Linked DNA regions of Hordeum vulgare: region 1 is linked to region 2. The links are chromatin contacts, called in public Hi-C maps. All regions are on one chromosome and are shown on one strand. The core of a region is the stretch at or near the end of the contact, and the rest is flanking DNA. Distances in the headings are between cores, read along the strand shown. Region 1 overlaps LOC123425058 (probable mediator of RNA polymerase II transcription subunit 26b). Region 2 has its middle 8.8 kb from the start of LOC123429592.

Region 1 (2,994 bases), core at 205-2,704, 170 kb before region 2:
TTGGACGTCCGCAAAGATGCATATCAACGATGAAACCTCGTCGAGCTCGGGTAAGGAGGTGATCCGTCATTTTTTTCTTCGATGTTTGTTACGGTGATGGCGGAGTCAGGTACCGAGCGTTGGTGTTAAACTCAGAGATGTTTCGCTATCTTTTTAGTTTTATCATGTCGGTGTTTACGTGATTTGTATTTTGTTCTTTATGATATGAATGACATGCATATTATCATGAAAAAAAGTAAAGTATAATACTCGCTCTTTTCGAAAATAGTGGTCATGAAAATAAATGTATCTAGATGTATTTTAGTTATATATATACATTTACTTTTATCATTTTTGTGCTAAATAATTTCGAACGGAAGGAGTACTATTTTAGTGTTGAACTGGTGGGTTTCTTTTCTGGGCCGGAGAGAGCGTGCATAAATTTTAGTTCGAGATATGACTTTCTTAGTTAGTTCCAATCTGTGACCACATGATTGAAATTATTGATTGAGTACACCCGCAAAAAAGAAAGATTATGGTTGAGTAGGCCGCGTGCAATTCGAAACCGATTACCATCTTTAGAAGATGAAAAGTCAAATTTCAAGCCTATGAAATGTTTATATTTTCCTTCCCCGGAATCCAAAAGCTAGAACAATGCTACCGCCATATCAGTATTGATAGAGACATTTCCCGGATGGACCGCAGTTTTGCCGAGAACTATTGTACGATATAGACCTTGCTCCTTGCTTAATAGGAAAATATACTTTCTACTTGTGGATTATGTTGAAAATTGTGGAGGTTGCTTCAAGCTTGACAACACCGGTGCTATTTTATTGTACAACCTGATCGATGGGTTTCTCGCCAACTTGCAATACACGGAACATAAATTCGGCGACTCGCAAATCTTTTCTTTGATTGCGTAGCGTTCGTGTTAGTATTCAAAGAGGGAAACCCGTCTTTAGGCGGCGCAAGTGCCTTCTTAATAAGATTATTAACTTTTCCTCCCGACAGTCCAAAACTAGAATAATATCAATACCGCCAGTAGCTTCAGTAGACGTTTTCGAAAGTGCACGGCGTACGCGACGGAACAGAAGCGCCTCCATGTCCACCGTCAAGAACAGAACGCCGTCACGCACCGGAGATTTGACTGGCGGTTTTTGTACATCATGGACGGCTGCAAAGTTTCACCTTTTTACCAACTGAATAGATTAAAAAAAAGGAGAAGAAGGAATCTCAGGTCATGAGTTGGTTAGCCAGTCGGGGCCACAGGGTCTTGTCCCGCAGAGGATCCCGCGAGCCGCGCCGCAAGTGCGTAGTACTACGTACTAGTACTCCCGCCTGGGGAGGGGCCAATGCTTTCCTTTCCCTCCATATTTAAACGGCCGGGTGGCGGGGCACCCGACGCCCGGGTGGCGGTCACGCTGGGAAGTAGGGGCCATGCAGCCGCCGATCCACCAGGACCCACGCGTCAGCGGCACCGGCGTCGCCGCTCGCGTGTCATTCTCATCCGTGCAGGTGGCGCCAGGGCTCCGGGCTCAAGGCCAGAGTAGTGCACGAACCATTCATGGGCAGTGAATGATCATCCGTCCGTTTGTTCAAGAAAAGAGGAAGAAGAAGAAGAAACCAAGTGTAAAATTCAAAGCGGCCGCCCGTGGTTTAGGGCGTTCACACAAAGCTAGCCTGCCCCCCTTTGGCCTGGGCATCCATCCCAATTAAAAACTGACCGATTCCATTCAACACTTGTACAGGTGACTCATCTCATTTCGGACCAGGCATGGAATGATCCCTTTGCCCGTTTGAAAAAGGGACACGCACTGTCCTGGTCAAGAAAGGCCGGTGGGTGGGTGTCCTACCAAATGAGGGCAAACCTTGAAATAAACTATTGATCATTCCAAACAAACAAAAATGGAGTGAATCTGTCCTAATGGAAGCACTTTTTGGAAGTAAAAAAATTTGAGTTGATGAAACCACTGCTAGCCATGCACATTTCACATTTGAGCAAAGAAAATCTGCAGGGCTGCCAGCTCTAGTCCAAGTATTTGCAGTGTGGGGAGGACAAGATACTCCGGCTTCATCAAAAAGGCATGCATACCCCCAAAAGGCGTCTCAGGCTGAAAGGCAATGCAGGGCCGCTGCAACCACGACAAGGCAAGCAGAGGACACGATCATGCCATCCGGCAACTCTGGTGAACCGTTTGCGTTCCATCCGAGGAAGCAAAAAAACACCATCGATTAGTATCACAAACTAGTCTCATCTTTACAGGTTTTGACGGACACTATAATGCTGACCCAGCCATCATCATCATCATCATCATCAAGAGCAAAAACAAAAAAAAGAGTCAAACACAGGAGAGCGCCAACGCGGCTCCGGGACACAGTTTCACGAGGAAGCCTTATTGCTGATGTTATGTACCGGGCTGGGCTCTTACGCCGCCCGCCGACCGACCAAGGGCGGAAATGAAACAAAGGTATGTTCTAACGGTAGATGGAGGGAATCGGCGCCTCATTTCGACCAATTCCGGTTGTTGTTGGTGTTGCTGCTGTTGTTGTTGTTCCTCGCCTTGGCACTCGGCTGCCACCCTCGGTTCCCCTGCTTCCGTATATCTTGCGGATCCACCATCTGTACAGTCCTCTGCTTCTTTGCTGCAATGACGGTAAAATTGACATCATTACTCAAATCACATATAAAGCTGAAGCAGTGAAGTTCACTGGTTATGTTCTCTTTGGCAAAAAATAGTATTCCTACTTGACTGTTTGGTTACAATCTAAGCTAAGAGGCAATCAGACCAGTTCAAGCCATAATTTACAGCCAGGAATTATGTGACGTAGCCACGGATAATAATAACAAACAAACCCAAAGTTTCATGGTCAAACACATACCGTTGTCGAATTCTTGGTACCCTTCCTGAAGCTTTCGCTTTGTCATCTCTAGCTTCGAGTTAGTTGCCATTTCTAGCTTTGCATTCTTTGCAAGATCTAGCTTGGCTCGAAGCGAGTTCGCATCAGGATTGCTTG
Region 2 (3,326 bases), core at 611-3,110:
TAAGGTGCATTTACCAAGTAATATGATAATTCTAGCACAAGGAATATGAACGCAAAAGAAAAATAAACCAAACAAATCACAAGAATAAATCCAAATGGGGGCTGAGACATGCAACCCACATAGATCAGATTTAGAATTACAATACTGATATTGAGGAGGTTCAAAAGTAGAGAGGTGGTTGAGAGATCACAAACTACACAAAGAGATTCTTGTTCAATTGTAGGTAGAGCAACAACATACCAAATCAGGGCGTGCTTATAGATCGACATACACAATCATGGTCACAAAATATCCACACGGGTCATAACTCAAAAGAGGGAACAAAAATTGATGAAAAGGCAAAAGCAAATAAGGCACCCGAAAAAGGAAGAACATGATCATTGTTTTGTTCCCATAAAGCATTAATGATAAGGAAAATCAATCGAACAAATATTACCTAGATCCTCCTAAATTCGAAGAGAGGTAGCAAAGCAAAGAGAGACATCAATGTAGTGTTACTTATAAGTTATAAATACTGATAATTTATATAAACTACAACTATCATCATCACAAGTAATAGCAGTTGTAATGTAAATACAAATGAGAAGAAGGCTAAAAGAATATTTGATTTCCTTCTAATTTTCCTGAGGCGAACACAAACACAAAATGAGCAATCAAACTGAACTTGTTTAAAATGCAAGCTGCCACAAGCAGTCTTTTTACACAACACCACTCGAAATCTTATATGATATTATAAGATTATTTACGGTCAGAGATAGTTGTTCTGGGTGTTGCAATCATGGAAAAGAGTTGGCTATTTTATCTTCTTATTGTCTATTACTAGCAAAAAGGTCTGTGCGTTGCAACAGAAGAAAAAAAACACCATCTTCAATGGCGATGATCACATTATGTTCATATCTCATCGTATGATTTCGAAAATTTGTACACAGATGCAAGAAAATATTTCTTCTTTTAATTTTATTCACAATTCACAAGTTGAAACAATGTTCATATTTTTTTAAAAATATCATGGTTGGCAAAAAACTTGGTAACTCAAAGAATTATTCTGAATTTCAAGAAACATTTTTTAAAATATACTATAAAATTCCGATCCACCCTGACAATTAATTCTTCGAAATTCACTCAGGTATATAATCTGAAAGACTCGAAAGCATTACTGTTGAACTGCATACATTCGATCATTCGTGAACATTTATACAAATTTGGGAACATTTTTAAAATCGAAAACATCTTTTACTATTTATAAACATTTTTTAAAATTCCAAACAATATTTTATATTACGAACTATTTTTAAGTATTTTCTTGTGAATTGGCGAATAATTCATTTTTTTAATTATCAACCTTTTTTAATTGCGTTAAAGAAATTGCTCAAAATGATAGACTTTTTTTAATTCACGTATGTTTTCTCCAAAATTACGATACTTTTAATATGCAAATATTTTTACAAAAATCCCAAACAATTTTTGAATTTGCAAATATTTTATGTTTTATCAAACATTTATGTAAATTTAATTTTTTGAATTTCTAAAGTTTTTATTAATTTATATGAAATAGAAAAAATAAAAAGGAACAGATAAATAATAATTAAAAACTAAAAATCAGGCCCCCGCCCATGGGCTGGCCCAAATGGGCATGCTGTTTATTTTCCACTGAGCAGAGCGTAGTATAGCTGGTCCCTATGCTAACATTTATGTAAATATAATTTTTTGAATTTCTAAAGTTTTTATTGATTTATATGAAATAGAAAAAACAAAAAAGAACAGATAAATAATAATTAAAAAACTAAAAAACAGGTCCCCGCCCATGGGCTGGCCCAAATGGGCGTGCCGTTTATTTTCCACCAAGCAGAGCGTAGTATAGCTGGTCCCTATCCTTGGGCCGGCCCATGCGAGGATTCCCTGCAAAACCTTTTTTATAACTTATATGTGGCATTGATGGGTAATATTAGAGAATTTTAAAAACAATATTAATGACGTATCACAGAAGCAATAGGTGCTTTACTAGTAGGGATAGATCAGACACGACATTATTTGCATACCATCGACAAGCATAGGCAAAATTGAAAGAACCAAATTGTTACAATCATCTACAACATTCCTTTCTTGAAATTACTATTAATTTAACCAAGTGTGGAAGCAATATAATTTAACATTTGACACATGCAAATTATATAAAGGGTGCAGTACAAACATAGTAAAATGTATATGTTATTTTTTTCAGTGATGTGTACATGACTAATGACTGAGATACTAAAAGATAAAATGTTTCAAATAACATGACTCGTGATATAGGATACATGAATTAAAAAGTTCTGCCACCACTATCAACATCACTCTTTTTCTTTCGGTTCCTACAAAGCAATTTAACCCCTTCTAAAAATAATGAACCGTTAAAAATGCAGCCTCGCAAACAGATATGAATGTCACTCTCGAGCTTTAATAATTTCAGAATGAAAATAGAAGGACTGGATAGCAAATATTTCTAAAATAACATCTCAGGAATATCATATTTAAATAAGTAACATGCCAAAGTAAAAAAAAATATTAGATATGGGTGTTCATTTGAAAAAGAACTATATAAATAATAAAATACGTGTAAAATGACATTTAGGTTCCTGTACAGAATTCTAGTCAAGTGATGTGATAGTTTGTGCACATATAATAGGTTATAAAAGCAAAACAACTCGAGAATTCACTAAACGTCACAACACTGGCAGAATTTTAAAACAATGCTAAATCTCAAGAGAAACATCATATAAGCACAACATCCCTTCTTTGACATTGGGCGTATTGTAATCAGGGTTACTGTAGATGATTACCTATAGTGTAAATAAATTGATTATGGTATGTTTTACGACGGTAATTCATATTACCGGTATTTAGAAAGGAGGATATACCCCGGCCTCTGCATCTCGACAATGCAACCATTTTATTAATTATTCACAGAGACCTTACAAAATAATACATCAGTATATCTGAAGCCACCATCTAGGCAACACAACTGTCGCTACTCCTATCGCATTGATCAAGGCGTGCCAAATTCAAGCCTAATACCAAACAGACATCACACCAAAACCAAATATCTAAAGCTGGATGCCCCAGCCAAGCCACAATGCCGGAACTGGGTCACAAACCGGCCCGACACACTTTGAGAGGCCACTACCATCGTCTTTCACTAATCCATCTCGAGAACAGGTACTAGCGCACCAACCTTGCCAGGCTAGTCATCGACGCCACCACGACATCACACAACACCACCATCCTGCACGTATCCATCCACACACGTCCGCCGTCGAAACTCCGCAGCGCCAATGCCGCCGGGATCC

The links. A called contact is a pair of places that touch in the nucleus more often than the background predicts.
Region 1: a Hi-C map of an unstated tissue shows a contact between it and region 2, with 4 times the contacts expected there. The contact joins two enhancer-like sites. A contact is called at or near these places in 5 of 6 Hi-C or Micro-C datasets (leaf, seedling and an unstated tissue) and 1 of 1 datasets of contacts at active chromatin or transcription factors (embryo).

The regions. Positions count from the first base shown.
Region 1 is chr2H:67,875,076-67,878,069 of MorexV3_pseudomolecules_assembly, reverse strand. LOC123425058 (probable mediator of RNA polymerase II transcription subunit 26b) reads right to left here. Exons shown (of 9, transcript XM_045108722.1): 8 at 2,860-2,994; 9 at 2,167-2,622. The coding sequence ends at 2,483. Among protein-coding and RNA genes, the nearest start is that of LOC123425058, 3.3 kb to the right of the region's middle. Within about 2 kb of position 1,454, at least 3 of the 3 cell types and tissues checked have open chromatin away from gene starts, as enhancers often do. A contact at or near this core is called in leaf, where this site is marked.
Region 2 is chr2H:67,702,000-67,705,325 of MorexV3_pseudomolecules_assembly, reverse strand. No RefSeq gene overlaps it. Among protein-coding and RNA genes, the nearest start is that of LOC123429592, 8.8 kb to the left of the region's middle. Within about 2 kb of position 1,860, at least 1 of the 3 cell types and tissues checked has open chromatin away from gene starts, as enhancers often do. A contact at or near this core is called in leaf, where this site is marked.